Linked DNA regions of Mus musculus: all the other regions are linked to region 2. Evidence: chromatin contacts called from public HiChIP or PLAC-seq data. All regions are on one chromosome and are shown on one strand. The core of a region is the stretch at or near the end of the contact, and the rest is flanking DNA. Distances in the headings are between cores, read along the strand shown. Region 1 has its middle 40 kb from the start of Gm51783. Region 2 overlaps Cpm (carboxypeptidase M). Region 3 has its middle 22 kb from the start of Gm51783.

Region 1 (3,724 bases), core at 541-3,040, 180 kb before region 2:
GCTGGCCTTTTTACACTTTGTAACATTGGGGAAGGCGGTCCGGTCACGTGGTATAGTGATAACGTTGCGTACACAGACCCGTGAGATCTTCCAAACAAAGGTCTGGGTTACAGCCAGACCACCAGACTGTGAAACTCGTTGAATAGTACAAGAGACACGTTTCTTAAGATTTAGAGCTGTGACCCCCATTTGTTTGCTTTCACTCTCTCAACTGGGCTGGGCTCATGGAGGACCTGGTTCATTCCTTTATCTCTACAAGGTGACAAACTCTCAACCAAGGCACGGTTTCTCTTTAGTCAATAGTTGCAGAGGGCTCCTCTCTCATAGGAAACAAAAATATAGCAGCCCAGGGTTTGGAGAACATCAACTCGCGCTGCAAGACCGTTTTATGGCTGTTCTTTTTCTGAGGACACTCTATGCTTTCCAAAGCCAAGAAAAAAAGGAGGAAAAAGAAAGTTAAAGAAGATAAAGACTGCAGCAAAGGCACACAGTGGGCGTCCTGGTCCACCTTCTATTACTGTGACAAACACCGCGGTCAAATACAGTGTCTCTAGTCACCTGCCTATGACGAAAGGATCTCTTTGGTTTATATGTTTTAATCAAAGTCCGTCACTGCTGGACCCTGGAGGCAGGAGCTGATGCAGAGGCCATGGAGGGATGCTGCTAGCTGGCTTGTTTCCCATGACTTGCTCAGCTTTCTTTCTTTTCTTTTTTTTTTTTTTAAAGATTTATTTATTTATTATATGTAAGTACACTGTAGCTGTCTTCAGACACTCCAGAAGAGGGCGTCAGATCTTGTTACAGATGGTTGTGAGCCACCATGTGGTTGCTGGGATTTGAACTTCAGACCTTCGGAAGAGCAGTCGGGTGCTCTTACCCACTGAGCCATCTCACCAGCCTCAGCTTGCTTTCTTATAGAACCCAGGTTTGCCTGCCTAGGGTTGGCACTGCCTCCTGCGGGCTGGGCCCTCTCCTATCAAACTGATCAAGAAAATGCCCTAAAGACTGGCTCATAGGAGATTCGATGGAGGCATTCTTTTTTTTTTTTTTTTTTTCTCCATTGAGGTTCCTCTTCCCAGATAACTTTTCTGTGTTAAGTTGACAAACAACGAACCACAATAGGGAAAAGAAAAATGTAACTGAGACCCTATGGTTTCTTTCTCTTTTTTTCCTTTTCCTTTTCCTTTTCCCTTTCCCTTTTCCTTTTCCTTTTCCTTTTCCTTTCCTTCTTCTTCTTCTTCTTCTTCTTCTTCTTCTTCTTCTTCTTCTTCTTCTTCTTCTTCTTCCTCTCTCTCTCTCTCTCTCTCTCTTTCTCTCTCTCTCTCTTTGTCTTCTCCTAGTTTTAATTTCGTTCCTATCATTTACTGAATTTAATGTAAAACATTTAGCATTTTGCAAGGTATGCCTGAAGGCGGGGCCTTGGAATGGAGGTCACCCCTGGAAGCTCGAGAGCTCCTTCACACAGTGAGTTGTGTGAGGGAGTAATAAAAGCGCCATCACATTAGCATCCCTCAAAATGGCGACTCTGAGGGATTTCAGAGAACCAAGAACAGGCGTGAGGAAGGAAAGCAGCCGAGGCTCCATGGAAGCAGGAGCGGAACCCCAGAACCACGTGTGTCTCTTTGCTGCACTGCCCGCTGACTGCTTTCCTGCTTCACTCTGTGCATATCCTCTCCAGTCCTCTCTGTCTATAGTGGAGCTTTCTAAGCCTCTCTCTGTGCTGGGCTGCTCTCCTGGTGCGTGAATGGAACTTATAGACGCAGGGGGTCACATCACGTGACACACACGTGATGAACCCAAGTCTGGAATAGTTCTCAGGGAAACCAGGATTCAATGAGGCGAAACCCCAGAGCTAGCCACAGCATGCCGTGCCATTATTTCTTGTTCATTTGATTGCACTCTAAGGAGAATATAGAGTGGGGACTGAGTGAAAGCCTCACTTTGTCAGGGAAATTCACAAGTATTTATTGAACACAATAAAGCGGCAGAGCAGAGGACAATAAGGCTGAAAGCAGTTGATTTCCTCCCACGGACTTCTAAAACCATTGTGACTCTCATTGGGAAATGGATCCTAAGTGACTACTGTGTTCATACAGAGCTGTACCCAGTCAGCATCACTGGGCTCCAGAGAAATACACTTTAAAACATCCGTAGTCTACTTCTATTTTTTGACTAAAGAGTGCTTTATGTAAGGAGGTAACTGAGGAGCTGGAGGCCGGCGAGGCTCTTCCCCGGTGTCTCCCTCTGCTGAACAGCACTTCACATCCCACGGAATGGCGAACATAAAAAAAGGATGACAATTCCAAGTGAGTGTGAGAATGTGGACAGACTGGAACGTTCGCTCATGTGTGTTGGATGGGTGTGTAAAGTGTACTAAGTCAAGAAAATGGTCAATTATAAATCACCATACAGTCTGGCGATTTCATTCCTGGTTCTATTTCCAAGAGGAAAAAAAGAAGAAGGAGGAGGAGGAGAAGGAGGAAGAGGAAGAGGAAGAGGAAGAGGAAGAAGAAGAGGAAGAGGAAGAGGAGGAAGAGGAAGAGGAAGAGGAAGAGGAAGAGGAAGTCGTCTACTCAACAGAAAACACATATACAACAAAGGTTGATGGTGCTTTCTTCTTCTTTTGAAAGATTTATTTATTTATTACATGTAAGTTCACTGTAGCTGTCTTCAGACACTTTTTCTTCTCTCTCCAGGCCCACTTGCTCTAGCCCAAAGGTTTATTTATTTATTACATGTAAGTACACTGTAGCTGTCTTCAGACACCCCAGGAGAGAGCGTCAGATCTCATCACAGATGGTTGTCAGCCACCTTGTGGTTGCTAGGAATTGAACTCAGGACCTCTGGAAGAGAAGTCAGTGCTCTTAACCTCTGAGCCATCTCTGCAGCCCTGGTGCTTTCTTCTTAATAACACAAAGCTGTAAGCAACTCACCTGTTCAACCATAGCAGAATGGGATAATAAACTCTAGGATGGTTGTATAATGGGCCGCCACACAGTAATAACAAGAATGAATCCGTGCTCACACAACAGGGCTTGTGAACCGATAGGCTTAGTATCCAGGGAAAGAAGGCCAAAGCAGAAGAACATGTACCATAAGTAGCTCACGATCCCGTCTTCAGGAAGCTCGGGGTCAACAAGTCCATGGAGAAGGACCGCAGACTGACGTTACCTTCGAGGGCTTACAGACTGTAGGGGTCCTGATTGAGCACCACAGGAGAACAGAAGCAGTTTACCTATGGACAGAATGGTTGTTACATAGGTATAGACTACATACATTTTTAACCACGTTGCACACATTAAAAATACACTTTTTACTCTATGGATAAGTTATATCTAAGCTAAAAACCAAAACAGAAAACTACCCCATTTGATCTTCACAGAGAAGAGCCTTGGTAAGATTTCTCCAAGCTGGAGAGAGTTCTACCCTCCTGTCCATCCTCGGTGCCCTTCAAACATCCTGATCTGGTGCCACGGCTCCCTTCTGGACTTTGCTTCCAACTGTTTGGTTTTGGTGACGCCTTGTGAATGGATAATAGCTCAACTCCCGTCAGCTTTGACTGGAGAGTGAGGGGGCACGTGAAGTATGCAGCGGGTAGCAGCAGTTTGGTGCTTAGCAGCACGGTGTGTAGATGGCAAGGGAGATAAGGGTTTAGCTCACTTGGCACACACCACCCTGTGCCCGGGGAAGAATTCATAGACAGGAAAACAGATTCCCATGGCAT
Region 2 (3,525 bases), core at 265-2,764:
CAGAGCATCATTTACCTTACACTTGCATGATTGGTAGAAACAGGGGAAACAGAGGTCACTGGGAGACCAGGGACAGATGCCACCTGCTAGCCCTATCACTGTGGCCCTGCCTCTGCCAGGAGCAGCCAAGGACTGAGTGCCCAGACACATGATCCTATGGAAGGGCATTTCACATTCAAACCAGATCAGATACTGTGTGTAATAAGGTGTAATCTACTTCCTTCAAAGTTACTATAGGGCTGATGGTGTGGCTTGGTGGTGGACCACTGAACTGGTATAATGAGATTCTGGCTAGAGCTCAGTATATATTACAGAAAGAGAAGAGGAGTGGGGGGGGGGGGGACTTCATTTCATCAAATCTAAGCTGTCATTCGTATAAAATATAACATACCACCAGGAAATAAAATCCTCTCTGTTAAATACACATTTTTCAGACATGAAATTTTAAGACACATAAATCCAGAGATGTCATATACGAAATTTCATGCCCTGTAAAATACACAGTAACTATAACCCTTTGAATTTAGGGTCTCCTAATGTCAAAGAATTATAAAGCACACAAGAGCAGTGACAGCTGGAAGCCACACGCACCTGTGTCTGAGCCTTCCTAAAGTCAGTAGCATCTTCTCTGAGTCTCAGAGACATCTTGTCATAAAGAAGACCAAAGCCACAAGGCTGCACCCTGCTCTCTGCCACCCATGGGCAGGAGTCCCTGGACCTGCTGCCCTCAAGGACTGTTCAGACAGATTCCATGAGATGGCATAAAGATCTTAGGAAAGAATCTAAAAAAACAACCCCTGAAAACTCAGTAATATAAACATTATTATTATTCCTCTAAAACCAGTGTCTCTGATTTTAGTTTAATTAATTTTATAGTTTACAGAAATATTTTTAAAGATCTGCTTTTTTCGTTTTGTTTTTTGTGTATGCGTGTATGTTTGTGTGAGTCTATGCCACATGTGTGCAGGAGACCAAAAGAAAGGGGTCAAATCCCCTGGCCTGGAGCCACCTGATGCGGGTACTGGGCACCGAACTCAAGTTTGCTGGGAAAGTACCAGTATCCGTCTTTCCAGCCCTACAGAAATACTTTAAAAAACAATCATATTCTGCTGTCTTTCCCAGCCTGTTTATCCCACTACCTTTTTGCAGTAGAGTCAATAAACTAAATTTTCCTTTTTGCAATATTTTTAACTTAAAATGTCTTTGAGAACATGAGTGCCCCATTTACACCGTGTCCTGTCCTCCTCTGAACCTCTTCTTAAAAACAGCCTGTACCCACATAAAATGTAGCCTCTACCCTCTAACCACGCCCCTACTCCTTTCTAGTTAGAATGCAATTTAAGGGGGAGGGGTGCTCTTGAAATGTAGGATTTTAAGGGAGGGGGAAATCATTTCCCATCTCTGACTTAATTTTGGTGCATAACTGAGTTTCAGTCAGCTGCACCCCAGCTACCTCACGGGACCCCGTGTCTGTCTGATCACGTGATGAGTTGTGAAGCCCCACGTGACGGATGTGTTAATTCACAGCCAATGCCTCTTTTTCTCATTCGCTCGTCTCCCGGGCACGTGATACTTGGCTCCCTTCCACCACTGGTCCTTAACAAAAATGAGATGTGCTTGCTTTGCAGGGGGAATGCAAGATTACAACTACATCTGGGCCCAGTGCTTTGAAATTACCCTGGAGCTGTCGTGCTGTAAATATCCTCGCGAGGAGAAGCTGCCGCTCTTTTGGAACGATAACAAAGCCTCTTTGATCGAATATATAAAACAGGTGCACCTAGGTTTGTGTCCTATATCTTCTTGTTAACACTCACAGCGTGGGTAGAACCTTTGCGTCGAGCATATACAAAACCTCCTCCGGGGACTTGGGGCTGGACCTGGTTTTCTATGCCAGGACTAAGGGTTTGAATTCTCAACGTGTTATCTACAGTGTGTGAGAGATGCTAGGCTTAGCTGTTCGTTCGTAAGAGAGGATGAGTCACTTGTTTTGAGGGCGTAAAAGCCCAGAGTTCCCCCAATTTTACATATGGAATGATATGCAAATCTGGCAAAAAGATCAGGAAAACCGGATGTACTCTTGCAACATCTTCAATCAGAAGCCTAGTTGTAGCCCGCTGCGTGGCTCTGCAGGTAAATGCGCCTGCGCCAAGCCTGGTGCCCTCCGTTCATCCTGGGAGCCCACAGGGTGGAAGGAGAGACCTGACTACTGTCCTCTGACCTCCAAACTCTTATGCCATAGAGCACGGGGGCCTCCCCAAGACAATAAATATGTAAATAAGCAAATGTAAAAATTTGAAAATAAAACCGAGTGCTGCCGGCACCTTTATAACATTACAAACATATCATTGGCTCCCTCCACCTTACGTAATCACCGTGCTGGGTCCTTGGTTGTTATTCTGACATTTCAGTTTCCGCTGGCCTTTTCCCGTGAGTCCTGGAATAACTGAACCATCATCCATTAAGGCTCTCCCGATACTGATTCTTTAGTAAGTCACTCTGAATTCTTTTGTGAAGTCACCCTTCGTCACTATCATCAAGGAGGTGTAACAAGACATGAATATGTCTCTGCCCCTCGCTGCCCTCTCTGTCGCCTTTTAATCTAGCCATCGGGATGATGGGATGATCCACAGAGCGCTGAATCAGGGCCAGCTTCGCATGCCATGTTTAATACGGTATTAGTGTGCAGAAGCTGTGCAGCCCGATAAATAATAAGTAATAAATAATAGCATAAGCATCGTTGGCAATGGTATATTGAGTTTATGAGTCCATTTAATTAGGCCGTATCAAGAATATTTTTCCACCCGCCTGTCCCTGTAATCTGCTGAGAACTCAGATAACAGTAGGTTTATTAGCACGTCAATCCTGCCCCCTTGTGGTTTAAGACAGGAATATTTTTTTCTGACTTTAAAAAAAAAAAAAGAAACTATTTCAAAATACTGATGTGGTTGTTGCTACTTATTAGAAAGTCTTGCTCCACATTAGTGCCCTGCCTGCTGTCAGAGAGAACTGTCTCTGTAGGTGATGATGTCAGAGAGAACTGTCTCTGTAGGTGATGATGTCAGAGAGAACTGTCTGTAGGTGATGATGTCAGAGAGAACTGTCTCTGTAGGTGATGATGTCAGAGAGAACTGTCTCTGTAGGTGATGATGTCAGAGAGAACTGTCTCTGTAGGTGATGATGTCAGAGAGAACTGTCTGTAGGTGATGATGTTAGAGAGAACTGTCTGTAGGTGATGATGTCAGAGAGAACTGTCTGTAGGTGATGAGGGCAAATGCTCCTATATAGACACTCCCTGGTCTCTGCCACGCTGTTCATTCATTGAAAGAGTTCACCAAGTGCTAGGAAGTTTGTGTGTCTAAGATGGTGACTCATCTGAAAGGCTCAGACCTGCCCTCTGTGGGAAAGAGAAACCTCTGATGTAGCACGCGGGCCTTTCTTTGCCTGAAGGACAGAAGCCGGTGTAGGCGTCAAGCTCTTAGGCTGGTGTCCTGTTTTGAAAGCTCACAAAAGTGTTAAACGTCAGTA
Region 3 (3,224 bases), core at 405-2,904, 200 kb before region 2:
TAAGTTTTGGGCTAATATCCACTTATCAGTGAGTACATATTGTGTGAGTTCCTTTGTGATTGTGTTACCTCACTCAGGATGATGCCCTCCAGGTCCATCCATTTGCCTAGGAATTTCATAAATTCATTCTTTTTAATAGCTGAGTAGTACTCCATTGTGTAAATGAACCACATTTTCTGTATCCATTCCTCTGTTGAGGGGCATCTGGGTTCTTTCCAGCTTCTGGCTGGTTCAACATCCTTAATCATCAGGGAAATGCAAATCAGAACAACCCTGAGATTCCACCTCACACCAGTCAGAATGGCTAAGATCAAAAATTCAGGTGACAGCAGATGCTGGCGTGGATGTGGAGAAAGAGGAACACTCCTCCATTGTTGGTGGGATTGCAGGCTTGTACAACCACTCTGGAAATCAGTCTGGCGGTTCCTCAGAAAATTGGACATAGTACTACCGGAGGATCCAGCAATACCTCTCCTGAGCATATATCCAGAAGATGTCCCAACTGGTAAGAAATTATTAATTTTTTAAAAAGGTTTATTTATTTATTGTATATATGTGAGTATGCTGTCACTGTCTTCAGACACACCAGAAGAGGGCGTCAGATCCCATTACAGATGGCTATGAGTCACCATGTGGTTGCTGGGAATTGAACTCACGACCTCTGGAAGAGCAGTTAGTACTCTTAACCACTAAGCTATCTCTCCAGATCCATCTCAAAATTCTTAGTAGCTGCTCAATAAGAGTCCCTTTCAGTTTTCATTGCGCTCAGCAAATTACATAACTTGTCCAGATCTCCAATGTAGTTGCTTTCATTGACCGGTCTCTTGTTCCAAGTTATTTTATTTTTTATTTTTTTTTTTTAAGACAGGGTTTCTCTGTGTAGCCCTTTTGGAACTTGCACTGTAGACCAAGCTAGCCTTGAACTCACTAAAATCCATCTGCCTCTGCCTCCCCAGTGTGTGTGCTACTAAAGCTGTGTGCTACCACAACCAGTGTCCTGGTTACTTCTTTAATGGTCCACACCTGACCTTTATCCTTGTGACTGTATCCATTTTCCAGACTTTCTTACTTTTCCTCTTCCACCCCAAGGCCTGGAGCAGCAGTGCTCAAACTGTGGGCTGTGACTCCTTAGTGGGAGTCGAGCGACCCTTCCACAGGGGTCACATATCAGTTAGCCTACACACCAGATACTTACATTACAATTTAGAACAGTAGTAACAATACGATTATGAAGTGACCACAACAATAATCTTACAGTTGGAGGCCATCACAACATGAAGAACTGTATTAAGGGCCACAGCACTAGGGAAGACTGAGAAACCGCTGGCCTAGGGAATGGCTGACATGTTGTAAATGCTCAGACAATGTCTGCAGACGCCCCGAATGGCCCGAAGAGAAACCAACAATATTCCCATGGCAAAGGTAAGAAGCTGATTATTGGGATTAAGTCACATTTGGGATCAGGTTCCTTCTGAAAGAGGTCATTAACTCCGGATACTCCGTCTCTGCCTCCTCCTCAGCTCCTTTTCTGTTTGAGCTGTAAGCTGCTTTCACGCATGACTGTTCACGCTGCGTCCCTGTTCACCCTAGCCCTGATTCTGCAAGGCGAGCCGGGAACGCTGTACTGATTCAGACAGCCGTGGTCAAAGAGACAGGCCGGCCAATGCGCAGTTCAGACTTCAGGATTCAGGCTTCCAGGAGTTTTTGTGTGACCTTGGAGCATAAACGGCGGCGGCGCTGTTTCCACACAGAGGGATGAAGGGACTCCATCCTGCTCTCTCCTGGTAACGCACCCAGCAGACGTGGAGTATCAGAGCAACACCAGAGAAGCCGGGCTCAGTGATGGAGCATGTACAAGGAGAACCTATCCATAATATACAGCCCTCCCTCCCACCCACCCGCCCCAGCTCCACGCATGCTCACAACAGCAGCACGCCTACATTTGTACTGCTGGTTGTGGTGGAAGTGTTGCTCTTGGCTTTTTGTTTGTTTTGTTGGCAGTAATTGGGGTGAAATATAGGAGGCCTTTATACAAGATAGGCAAGCTTTCTCATCGCAGAGTTAAATCTCCATTCCACTTTGGGTTTTACGTTTTACTTTGAGACAGGGTGTCATTAAGTTGCTTAGGTTGGCCCTGAACTCACTCTGTAGTTCTGGACTCAAACCGGTGACCCTCCAGCGTGAGCTTGGGTTTCCTTGGCTATGAAAAGACTTGATGAAACATGAAAAGCTGGGAATGGCGGGGCACCCCCTTAATCCCAGCACGGGGACACACAGTTGAATGAGTTATTTTGGCATTTTTATTATTGCATTTGTTGTTATTAAGCAGTTGTGGGTGGGGGCAGTTCATACCGGGATTAGATGGTTACTTTCATGTCTCTTATCAGTATCTCTTGACTAGTCAGCTTGGAACATTGGCTACTGACTTCCTGCTACCACAGACAAGGGTTCCACCTCTGTCTCCTGCCCCTACACCTTTGCCCTCCCTCCTTCTGACACAGAGCACCACACTCTGTTCTTCATTTTCTTTCATATCTTGGGCAAAAAAGGGAAGAAAACTGCTTGTTCTCAGCCCAGTGCCACGAACTCAGATACAATCTTAGTGTAAACCGCTCTATCAGATCTTCCCCAGAGGAGAACTCAGATAGGGCTTTTAAATGTAGAAAACAGAGACTACTCTCTAAGGACAATGAGATCTCAGGAATTCTCTTTGGGTTTCTGGACCATTTGACTCCTGACCCCTCTATCTCTCTCTTCCTTCCCTCCTTCCTCCTTTCCCTCCTTCCTCCCTTCCCTCCCTCCTTCCTCCCTTCTCTCCTTCCTTCCTCCCTTCCCTCCTTCCTTCCTCCCTTCCCTCCTTTCTCCCTTCCCTCCTTCCTCCCTCCCTTCCTTCCTTCCTTCCTTCCTTCCTTCCTTCCTTCCTTCTTCCTCCCTCCCTCCCTTCCTTCCTTTCTTTTAAAAGAAGTTCTTCTTCCTTAACTATTTTTTGTTTTGCTTTGGATTTTGAATCTCACTGTGGAGTCCTGGCTGTCCTAGAACTTACTAAATGGACCAAGTTGGCCTCAAACTCACAGATGTGTGCCTGCCTCTGCCTCTGGAGTGTTGGGATTAAAGGAGTGAGCCGCCATGCTCAGGTTTTTCCTGGTCTCCTTAGCCAATGCTCAGCCTAAAAGCCTTTCACCTTGAGGAGTGGGTAGCACGTGCCTGCAGTTCTAGCACCTAGG

What was found. HiChIP or PLAC-seq counts read pairs in DNA pulled down with a chosen protein or histone mark.
Region 1: a contact with region 2 is called in an H3K4me3 HiChIP or PLAC-seq map of embryonic basal ganglia, with 2.3 times the contacts expected there. The contact joins two enhancer-like sites. A contact is called at or near these places in 2 of 15 datasets of contacts at CTCF or cohesin (CD8 T cells and large pre-B cells), 5 of 484 Hi-C or Micro-C datasets (B cells, bone marrow-derived macrophages, cerebral cortex and 2 more), 15 of 115 datasets of contacts at active chromatin or transcription factors (CD8 T cells, T-cell acute lymphoblastic leukemia, craniofacial prominence and 11 more) and 3 of 9 other capture datasets (adipose tissue, liver and pancreatic islet).
Region 3: a contact with region 2 is called in an H3K4me3 HiChIP or PLAC-seq map of forebrain, with 3 times the contacts expected there. The contact joins two enhancer-like sites. A contact is called at or near these places in 9 of 39 promoter capture datasets (embryonic stem cells, epiblast stem cells, frontonasal cranial neural crest and 6 more), 28 of 484 Hi-C or Micro-C datasets (DN3 thymocytes, the G1E-ER4 cell line, the HPC-5 cell line and 18 more), 20 of 115 datasets of contacts at active chromatin or transcription factors (the 230-238 cell line, CD8 T cells, SST interneurons and 14 more) and 3 of 9 other capture datasets (adipose tissue, liver and pancreatic islet).

Annotation. Positions count from the first base shown.
Region 1 is chr10:117,494,496-117,498,219 of GRCm38.p6, forward strand. No RefSeq gene overlaps it. Among named protein-coding and RNA genes, the nearest start is that of Gm51783, 40 kb to the left of the region's middle. Within about 2 kb of position 1,791, at least 5 of the 459 cell types and tissues checked have an H3K27ac peak or open chromatin away from gene starts, as enhancers often do. A contact at or near this core is called in embryonic basal ganglia, where this site is marked.
Region 2 is chr10:117,674,312-117,677,836 of GRCm38.p6, forward strand. Cpm (carboxypeptidase M) reads left to right here. Exons shown (of 9, transcript NM_027468.1): 7 at 1,629-1,781. Among named protein-coding and RNA genes, the nearest start is that of Gm25709, 14 kb to the left of the region's middle. Within about 2 kb of position 1,515, at least 87 of the 459 cell types and tissues checked have an H3K27ac peak or open chromatin away from gene starts, as enhancers often do. A contact at or near this core is called in SST interneurons, embryonic basal ganglia and forebrain, where this site is marked.
Region 3 is chr10:117,476,692-117,479,915 of GRCm38.p6, forward strand. No RefSeq gene overlaps it. Among named protein-coding and RNA genes, the nearest start is that of Gm51783, 22 kb to the left of the region's middle. Within about 2 kb of position 1,655, at least 35 of the 459 cell types and tissues checked have an H3K27ac peak or open chromatin away from gene starts, as enhancers often do. A contact at or near this core is called in SST interneurons and forebrain, where this site is marked.